Regions from separate parts of the Hordeum vulgare genome. Here region 1 is linked to region 2. The links are chromatin contacts, called in public Hi-C maps. All regions are on one chromosome and are shown on one strand. Each heading gives the region's core, a stretch centred on a gene start, on an enhancer-like site or on the middle of the called end of the contact. The rest is flanking DNA. Distances are from core to core; before and after follow the strand shown. Region 1 has its middle 10 kb from the start of LOC123441247. Region 2 has its middle 18 kb from the start of LOC123445746.

Region 1 (5,365 bases), core at 2,631-5,130, 360 kb after region 2:
ATATGTATAATATTTATAACACACTAGTAATTTAACTTCATATTTATTACTATCATTATAATTTACGTGCTTTTTGCAAATTTTAAAAAAAAACTAACATTGACCGCACTGATTCGAGCCCATTGAAACCATACAGATATCCCTAAAAACATACACGCCCTTTGGTTTATATAGATATGACGTTTACACACTTTATACACCTAATCTTAATTGGAGGGGCTGCTAACACACGTTGTCGCTATCCTCTGGAAGCTAGTTCAAATCATTTGTACAACAAATTTTAACTGGGTTTTTCCTTTGTGTGTCACGTCAGCGCATTATACGTCATATAGATAGGATTACCACTGTATATGAACGCTTGTATCAAGTTCTAAAACCAGTTCGATGTATTTTTCAACTTCAGACATCAAAGTAAACATCAATGACAAGTTTAAAAGGTAAAAGGTGTAGTATCTGGACTGGACTGTGTGTGCAGGTGTCCGGTTCCTGTACGCCACGCGGACCGATCGGATCGAGAGCCATATAAATCCAGCCGCCGTACCTGATGGCTGATGCAATGACGCGGTCCCTATGTTGGGGATGGACTTGAACAATCGCCGCCGCTTGGACGGCGACCGGCTGGGCGACCTGCCGGACTGCCTCCTGCAACAGATACTCTCCTTTGTCGGGTCACGGCAGGCCATGCAGACCAGCGTGCTATCGCGGCGGTGGAGGCATCTCTGGCGCAACGTGCCCTGCGCCGACATCGACGAACGGGAGTTCATCCACCAACAGTGGGAGGTCCTGGAGGACTTTGCTGACCACGTACTTACCTCGATTCCCCCGGGGATGCAGCTCGACGCCTTCCGCCTGCACCTGCTCACCGCCCGCTGCAACAACGACACCGCCAGCAGGTGGATCCGCCGAGGCCTCCGGCACGCCCCGGCCGCCGTGCAAATCCATGCCGCTCAGGACGGCTCCAGAATCTATTGGGAACCTTGCCACTGGCCGACGCCGACCTTGGGCCGTTACACTAAGCCGGACATGTCTGTCAAGGGTTCATGCGCTGCCGGCTACACCCGCCGCCTGACGACGCTGTGCCTCGTCAGAGTCGATATCATGCTGGGCTTCATGGAGGGTCTCGGCGCCTATTGCCCCGTGCTCGAGGAGCTCCATGTCGAAAGGTGTGACATGTACATGCACACCATAGACTCGCCCACGCTCAAGAGCCTGGCCGTCATTGATCCCCTAGGCGGCATGGCCATGGCGGCCCCCCTCAAGCTCACGACTCCGCGCCTCGCCTCCCTTCGTTTAGACATCCCGTGCAGTGAGGAGCACAACTTCGTCTCTGGAGCAGCTGCAACCCAACCGGTGCTAACCGCACTCGTGAAGGCATCGGTCCGGCTCACCAACATAGGGGTGGATAGGGACCAGAACCGCCGAGCTCGAGAGAAACGGAAGCTTGAGTTTCTGAGAACCATGCCGGCCTTCTTGCCACTTTTTTCCAATGCTGTAGATTTACATCTTCAGGGGTTCACGACCACGGTACATACGCATGATCATATTATATATGTTGTTTAAGTTATAACTAGCATGCATGATCATGTGGTACCAGGATCCAGGAAGCATCTTCCATCTTATTGTATACACATTTTTGTGTGTTTCAGGCATTGCTAGACCAGGAATCCCAGGAATTCCCGCTACTCTATGGTTTGAGAAGCTTGCTCATGGAAAATTGTGATCTTGGTCTCAAGTTCCAGGCGTTGAAAAGCATCCTTAGGAAACGCACCTAACATGGAAAAGCTTAGGTTACACCTATGCACGGTACGTACCGTAGTAATAACTAATTGTCAAGCAGTCATACTTTAGTACTTCCTTTATTTACATGCTGACTGTATCCTTGATCTTGTTAATCGCAATCAATTATCGTGCCCCAATCTGATCCTGCAATATACAAATTTTGAAACCCATCTAATTTTTGGTTACTGCCTCTCTAGTTAATTGAACTCACATGTATAACTTTTTGGTCTACTTTCTATCCAGCTAATGTACAATATTTTTGACTTATTACCTCTCTAACCGATTAACCTCATGCGTGAAACAATAGTTTATCTCTCCTACCACCCCGAAGAAAAGGAAGAAGATGGCATCTTCTAAACTCCGTGGTTCAGCACCAATTGTTTCTTGGTGTGAAAAATTGAAGTCGATAGACATAGAGTACCGATACGGAGATGAGACGCACATAGATACACTTCTATCAGAGATATCCAAGGGCATGCCGCCGACACAGTGGCAGCAGGTCAAGACGAAGAGCGTAATGATTTGGAGGACTAGGGAGAACTCTGTGCTATCAGAAGATCAAACAGCTTGAGGATATTAAACCCAGGGATACGAGATAGGTCTATCTGTAACAAGAGTATGTCCTTTTTGCATTTGAAATGTTTTCTTACAATGTGGAGTTTAGATTTACCGGAACAACCATACATCCCTGCAATGACATGTTTACATTCTTTTGCATCTCATATATATATTCCTCTTTGATTCTTATAATATGAATAGGTAAAACACGGGATTGCAATGGCGTGCCATTGAGATGATCAAATCTAACAAGATTACGTTTGTAACCAAGTTTGCCCAATTAGACCATGGACAAAAAAACATAGTACTCCTTGCAAGAGATTTATATTTGTAGAAATTTCCGACGAAACATAGTATTGGAAAATTGACGAAGATAGTAGGAAGCGATCTTTGGAACATAGGAGTACATGTAGAGGGACATTTAAATGGAAGATATGTAGTTAATATCAAAGTTTTTTATGTCGGGAAAGAATTTAGATAAGTCCAAGGCTCTCAAAGAATGATAATCTGGACTTAGCATATTTAGTATGTGTTGCATTCACGGACTCTGACAAGTATCAGTGCGATCTACTACTTCCCACGGGCTTTGGAATTGCCCAATGTGTAGTTTCTTATTGCCCAATGTGTAGTTTCTTATTTCCTATGCAGAACATGTGTGATGCAGCGGATTTTTTTCATGAAATAGCCACATTTTACCGCTTCACCGATATAGACTATCACCCTCAATTGAAATAGTTAGATATCGAGTACCGATAGGAAGACAAGACACACATGGATACTATTCTATTAGAGATCACCAATGGCCATGATCATATTTTGTTGCATCACCTAGATACAATATCATTCTCAATTTCATGAAATCATGAATAAATTGGAAAATCATGAACATTTTTTTAAACACCTGACCATATTTAAAAACATGAACGTTTTTCAAATACATGAAGACTTCTAAAATATTCAAACATTTTCTAGAATTAGGAATTGTTTTTGCATTCATGAAGATGTAATATTATTTGCATACATTTTTAAATAATTATGAACGTTTTTTACACAAATTTATGAATTGGTGAATATTTCTAGAATCGACGAAGATTTTTTGAAAATTGGTGGAACAATTTTTGAAATTCCCGAACATTTTTTGAAATGCATGAACATTATTTGTTCAATTCATTAACATTAATTAGTAGAAAATCTTGAATTTTGTTTTATTTAGTGAGTATTTTCTTTCGAAATTTTGAACATTGTTTACATAAACTTACAAAATCAGGAACATCTTTTCAATCCACAAATATAATAATATTTAGTAATTTTATATTTAATAATTATAATTTATTTATTCGGCAGGTGTTTTTTCTGTATGTATTCGGCAGTTGTTTAAAGTTTCAAATTATTTAAATTAGGAAAAATGAAAAAAAAAATAGGTCACCAAGACATGGGCCTTCCCAAAAGGCACACTGCTTTTTTCCTACGGCCTATAGCACAGTATATGATGTCCCTAGTGCATGGGCCGGCCAAGGGGTATGATGTCCCTGTGCAAAGCGTATTTTTCACAATTTTATATGATATTGGTGGGGTAATATTTTGCAACAATGGGGCAATTTTGGTGACATACAATCAGAAGCAATAGTGCCATTATTATTATAGGTATATATATAGGGAGGTGCAGTCCCTAGGTATCGCGAAGTCCGAGCTCGCTGAAAACAAAACTCGATACTCTCTTTCCCTTTATGGCGTACAGATTCTTTGCTAAACCGGAGTCCGCAACGATGCAGTCCAAGACCGCTCCGTTCGTCGAGAGGTCTACCCACCATGACGGACAAGCCCTCATCAAACTCGATATCCAGTCCACGGAGTCCCCGACGTACGTCCCGTGTCTAGGCGAACACTCGATCGATCGTCCCGTGTCCCGTGTCTAGCCCTCATCAAACTGTCACGCCTTCCCGTTGCAACAGCCCAGGAGAGACGTACGCCCTTTAATTAAGACACTACTACCTCTACATGAGGCGGCGTCCGCATCCTTTGTCTAATGGAAGACACTACTAACTCATGTCTAGGCGTCCTTTGTCTAATTAGGCGGCGAACACTCGATCGGCATCCTTTGTCTAGGCGTCCTTTAATTAAGACACTACTAACTCATCAGACGAGGCGCCAACCACCCCAATATGAGTGTGCGTCATTTTTTTTACACCGACAATACATGCCAGTTTCAACAAACAATTACTACCGCAAGGCATAACCCCTTGCATATTCCGACCAAGCTATTTGTCATCGACAAGTCCAAGACGAGCGCTAGCCATGCTACTCCTACGTACATCAGCTACGGCGAGGTTTGGAGCGGCCACCGGAAAGGTCATGCTACATACGACGTGTGTATCGACGAGGACACAGACTCTGCCGCCGCCCACACACACCACTATCATCATGCAGGGAGACGCAAAGCCAAGACGACAAAGATGACTGACTACACGGCTAATCAGAGGTATCTCGCGGAGTAACCTGCGGGAGTAATTAGCAGGGAGGCTTTCGAAGCCCTGGAAACCAAAACACCGCAATTACTATAGTTAGGTTGGTCGCGCTAGTAGACATGGAGCACATTTTTTATGAGATCTTGTAATTTCAAAGAAATCAATGAAATACTTGTTTCCCGAAACATATTTCTTTGTGTACTATGGTACAGTGACACGTCCGCTTAATTTTCCTTTCCTTTTTCGACGCATTGAGAGAAATAAAACTTCTCCATTTCTTTTCTCATGAAGCAAATCTGATTTTTCTCGTGTCAAACACCTGATCAGCACCCCAACAACAAATTCTATTTGATCCACACGACAAGCACATTCTGCTATGGCCCGTTGTTCAATCTTTCTGTGTTACCGTTAAGACTTTTCTAATAGGCAACACACTTTTCTAATAGGATGATCTCTTTTTTAAGCCAAGTTAAGACTTTCTAATAGGCAACATACCTTTTCAAATATTTTGGACTTTTTTAGTGTTGGATGAACATTTTTTACATTTGTATAGGTTACACTTT
Region 2 (5,353 bases), core at 811-3,310:
AGCCTATTCACATGTATGCAATGGAGACAATGTATTCCGAGAGCCCCAACGACTCGCTCTTTGGTATCCAGTAACACAAAGAAATAATTAAGAATTCCAGGGAGCACATATAATTCTAGCCAAAAGAGTCGTTGAATTTTTATTATCTTACGTACTGGGTGAGGTCTATAATCATAATAAGATGAAGCCCGTAAAATTTAACAACACACACACGACCCGTACAAGGAATAGTCGTCTGCTCCCATGTCTTGGCTGGTTGCCTGATGGTTATCGCAGATAGCCCCAGGGTAGTTCAATTTGATGCAGGCTAGAATGCATTTATGTTGGGTGCATTCACCAATATCAATACGTTGGCATGGTCTCAGATCAGCACCTGAACCACACAATTTCCAAATGCACCCGAAAAATCATGTTAGTAAAGTGTTTCCATGATCCTAATTTACAATATGGAATTTCAGTACAACCATCTTAACTTACCGGAGGAAATGAGGAGCAGGGCCAAGGAGAAGGCAGCAAGCAAATGAGCGCTGTTGAACGCCATGACCAGTTGCTCGATCGAATGAAGTCGTTGGATGCGATGGGAGTGTGAGGAGGAGAACATGATGATTGAGTGATATTTATACAAGTAGTGGAACTCTTGTCCTCTTGGCCTTGCATTATTGTCCGAGAAGGATAAGTGAATCAAAATGTTGCATCTTGGTCAGAATTAATTGCGTTTATTAATGTAGATTAACATTTGTCTAATCTCTAACCGCAGATTGTGGCTTTTTGCAAAGGTCGCCAGTGTTCCCTCGTTAATTCCCGAAAGATGGATGTTCCTTCATGTTCGTCTCCCTTAGACTTGTAGTAATACTAGTAAATAAGTACATGTAATGCACATTGATATTATGCAAATTAATGTTTATCATTTGTCAGATTAACACAAACATTAATTATTTGGCATGTATTAATTGATTGACATGTTTTGATGCCCGGGATTAATTGAATGTGCCCCTTGGTTCTTTTTATATAGGTATAGATATAGGTGGAAATCAGTTATCGACTTATCGTTGATCAATTTGTACTCTTATTTCTACTCTAAAAGAAGAGTCGGTAGCACGATATCCAGCTTTATTTTCCCCTCACCTTTAATTTTTTTTCTCACCTATCATCCCCTTGCATTCGTTTATTTTCTCCTCATCTCCCAACATGCCACCCCACTGGATTTTTCTCCCGCCCATAAAAACCAGATCCCATTAAAAGGGGGGGGGGGCTCGTGTTTGAATACATTTGCAAAAATAATAGTGAATAATTCTGAAATTGAACCATATATGTGAGATAATCTAAATAAATGACAGCCACAAGATTTTTCTTAATATCATTCCAAAAATATGAAACATTCCTCAATAACAAATCGCTCATTGTGAGAATTATGCCATTTATTATTATTATCATTATGTGTACTATTATATGACAGTCACAAGTTTATTAATACAACAAATATAAACATCTTTTTTGTATCTTATCAAATCACATGTGTTTTCTTATCTTATCAAATCACCTATATCTCTACTATTAAAAGAGTTGTACGTAGGCCCATACGCATTGTTTATTTTTGCATATTGAACATATTATACTCATGCATATCGGCCTACATGGGAGTTGAAGGAAAAATTAATGTTTTTTGCCTTTGAATGTGTATATCTCCTATACTTTCTAACTATTGATTTCTACTACAAGTTCTCATCTTACCAAATTTACCTATATCACTTATATTTTCTTAATATTGATTTCTAGTACAGTTTTGCCGATGAATGCCCCGTCACCCTGTAGATGGACATATCTTTTTTGATGGTTTGTTGATTTCTTGATTCTGACGTATGTGAGTTTTTTTACTGCAATACGATGCTTGGGCCCAACACTAGCGAAGGACTGTCCACCGGTCCAGTTTTTTTAATACTAGGCATATCTATTTTTTTGGGGCCCCATAATCATGGGCCATGTGCGGGCTGCACAGATGGCACCGTTATGGATCCGACTCTGTTCTGGACTGGTACCTTGACTCTATTAACGGGCGAGGCATGATGGCATTGTGGAGACCACGTGACCTGGTAATCATGCACCATTCCAAGGCATGCTTCCTCACACACTTTGGCTAGCACGCAACGCCAAAGGTTATCATGTCAGGGCTTTTCGTTGTGGCGTTCCCATAGTGGGGTGACACCAAGTACCTGTTGGAACTAATCTTGTTATAGTGCTACATTTAGATTATTAGATCATGCTTATCAGTCATGCGTTCGTATTTGGTAGTCATAGTGTTTGTTAGCGGTATGTATAGCGTTCCATAGAATCCGAGCCACCAAGTCGTGTTGTAGATTCACATGGAGAAAGAAGCGGGCGTTGTAGTTGTGGCATGCGCAATGATCTTCTAGTTAGGCCCTGTTTGGAACCATAATGGATTATGATAATTTGGATTATAAAGATAGATTACATAATCTGGTTTATAAAAATAATCTAGGTGAACATGTTTGGAGGTCAGATTATATAAACTGTAATTCAAGTTTTACATTGCATAATGACCCGTCTGTCCTCTGTTTTTTTAAAAGAGGAGACTGACGGTGGTAGGAATGTAATTATCTCCAACTTTACAAGGGTCATGGGTCATTAGCAATCCATAATCTGATTTTAGCTGGTGTAGAGTAGATTATAAGTTTTTAATAATCTGTTCATCTAGTTTTTATAATCTACACTATAATCTATCCTATTTTGAAGACAGAATAGATTATAAAAACTGAATTATATAATGTGGGTGGTTCCAAACAGGGCCTAATAGTCACCACACCGACTTGGAAGTGATTCAAACGTCTACATGTAAAGCTAGCTAGCCAGTGGGGTAATAATAGGATCAAGCCGTTTGTGTGTAGCATGCACAAGTGTGCGTGCCTGTATGGTTGCATGCAAGGTAGTGGGTTAATGGGTTAAGTGGTTATGTGCTGCGTAACACTGGCTACTTAAGCCCTTGTATTTGCATTGTGTCATTTTAGATGAAGGAATACAGAAAAGTCAGAAGTGCGTGTGCCGGAAATGCTCTCTGTGTATGTGTTCTTCCACATTAATATAGTAAGCATATCACATTACTATACTATAAGGATATTAGCACATTAATTACTACACTAATCATATCATCACATTCTACACACTAAGCATATAATCGAATTACTACACTAAGCATGTCATCACATCAATATATCACATTACTAAAGCATATCAAATTACTATATTATAATCATATCATCACATTCTACACACTAAGCATATTATCGAATTACTACACTAAGCATATCATCACATCAATATATCACATTACTAAAGCATATCAAATTACTATATTATAAGCATATCATCACAAAAATATATTAAGCACATCACATTAACTCATCGTTTCGGCCATTTCTTGGCTTTTTTGTGGACTATAGCACACTGTTTTTGGGCCCGATGACGATTTCGATGGCCCGTGACCCCCGGTATATGGCTTTTTGGAAGTCGTCAAAACTCGTCGTTTCGGCCAATGCTGCCATTTTCGTTGGCTCACAGTGTTTTCGGGCCCGGGGACGATTTCGATTACCCATGACCACCGGTACACAACTATTTTGTCGTCATCAAAACTCGTTGTTTTAATCATTTCTAACAATTTTCGTGGGCCATAGCACACTGTTTTGTGACCCGGACACGATTTTGATGTGTTTTCGGGCCCGGGGACGATTTCGATTGCCCATGATCCCCGGTACACGGCTATTTCGTGGTCGTCAAAACTCGTTGTTTCGACCATTTATGACAATTTTCGTGGGCCATAGCAGACTGTTTTGGGACCCGGGCACGATTTCGATGTCCCGTGACCCCGGTACACTGCTATTTGGACGTCGTCAAAACTCATCGTTTCAGCCATTTATGGCCATTTTCGTGGGCTATAGCACATTGTTTTGTGCTCCGGCCACGATTCCGATGGCCCGTGACCCCGGGACACAGCTATTTGGACGTCTTCAAAACTCATGATTTCAGCCATTTATGGCCATTTTCGTAGGCTATAGCACACTGTTTTGTGCTCCGGTCACGATTTCAATAGCCCATGACCCCGATACACGGCGGGCACGCATCGATACCAACCAGCAGGTAGTCACGCGCTCAGACGGACTAGCTACTGTGCTACCCCCTCCGTCCGGGTTTATTAGGCCCCCTTATATTTTGGATCCAACTTTGACCACGTATTTGACTAAATAATATAGAACATGTTGCTACAAAAAGTATATTGATCGATTTGTATTTGAAAGAGGTTTTTCATGGTATATCATTATAAGAAAGAATTCATATTTTATAAATTTAAATCCATGATCAAACTTTGGCGCAAAATGAAGGAGGCCTAATAAACCGGGATGGAGGTAGTACATGCATCGTGTCGTGGCTACATGCATGCATGCTCGATCGAGACCATCGTGTAGTACTCCCTCCGTTCTTAAATACAAGTCTTTAAAAAGTTTCATTACTGGACTATATACGGATGTATATAGACATACTTTAGAGTGTAGATTCACCCATTTTGTTTCGTATGTAGACTACTAGTGAAATATCTTAAAAGACTTATATTTAGGAACGGAGGGAGTAGTAAATATATGTACAGCGTCAGCATGCATGGTCTCGATCGAGCCGAAACGTCACACTACGGGTACGTTGGTGTTTGTTTATCCACTACTTACGTGTTGGAGGCGGCGAAGTGTGCGTGCGAGCCCTGCTTGGCTCGGTCCTTTGTTGGTTCCTACGGACGCGAAACACGTCCTTTAATTCTCTTTCGAGAGCATAAATTAATCGACAATCACGGTTTGTACTTTCTTTGTAAACTAATATAAAAATATTTAGATCATTCTTATATTTCTTCCGTTTTAAAATAAGTATCGTTATTTCAATACAAAATTTATACTAATTTAATATAAAATTTGCGTCACTTATTTTATGACGGAGGAAGTAATAAATAAACTGCTGAAAGGTGATTTGACGTATTTCCTACTATTTTAGGACAGAGGGAGTAATAAATAAACGCGTTGACCAGTTTTTTTAACACAGTACACACGCAAAATGCTCATATATACGTGCATACATTCATCTTTATGAAGGCACACACGCACAACCTACCCCTATGAGCATCTCCGAGAGACTAAGCCGGCATGTCATCTTAAGATTTACGACGGAAACGTCTCCTTCCCACTAGTGGAAAACGGGCCTTTGGCCGGGACCCTTTAGTCCCGGCCTGCCTCTGTGCCGGGACTAAAGGCCCGGCCACGTCGCCCCAATTCTCAATGCTTTCCTCGAGGCTTTAGTCCTG

What was found. A called contact is a pair of places that touch in the nucleus more often than the background predicts.
Region 1: a contact with region 2 is called in a Hi-C map of seedling, with 3 times the contacts expected there. The contact joins two enhancer-like sites. A contact is called at or near these places in 2 of 6 Hi-C or Micro-C datasets (leaf and seedling).

What each region holds. Positions count from the first base shown.
Region 1 is chr3H:619,870,266-619,875,630 of MorexV3_pseudomolecules_assembly, forward strand. No RefSeq gene overlaps it. Among protein-coding and RNA genes, the nearest start is that of LOC123441247, 10 kb to the left of the region's middle. Within about 2 kb of position 3,881, at least 1 of the 3 cell types and tissues checked has open chromatin away from gene starts, as enhancers often do. A contact at or near this core is called in seedling, where this site is marked.
Region 2 is chr3H:619,516,226-619,521,578 of MorexV3_pseudomolecules_assembly, forward strand. No RefSeq gene overlaps it. Among protein-coding and RNA genes, the nearest start is that of LOC123445746, 18 kb to the right of the region's middle. Within about 2 kb of position 2,061, at least 2 of the 3 cell types and tissues checked have open chromatin away from gene starts, as enhancers often do. A contact at or near this core is called in seedling, where this site is marked.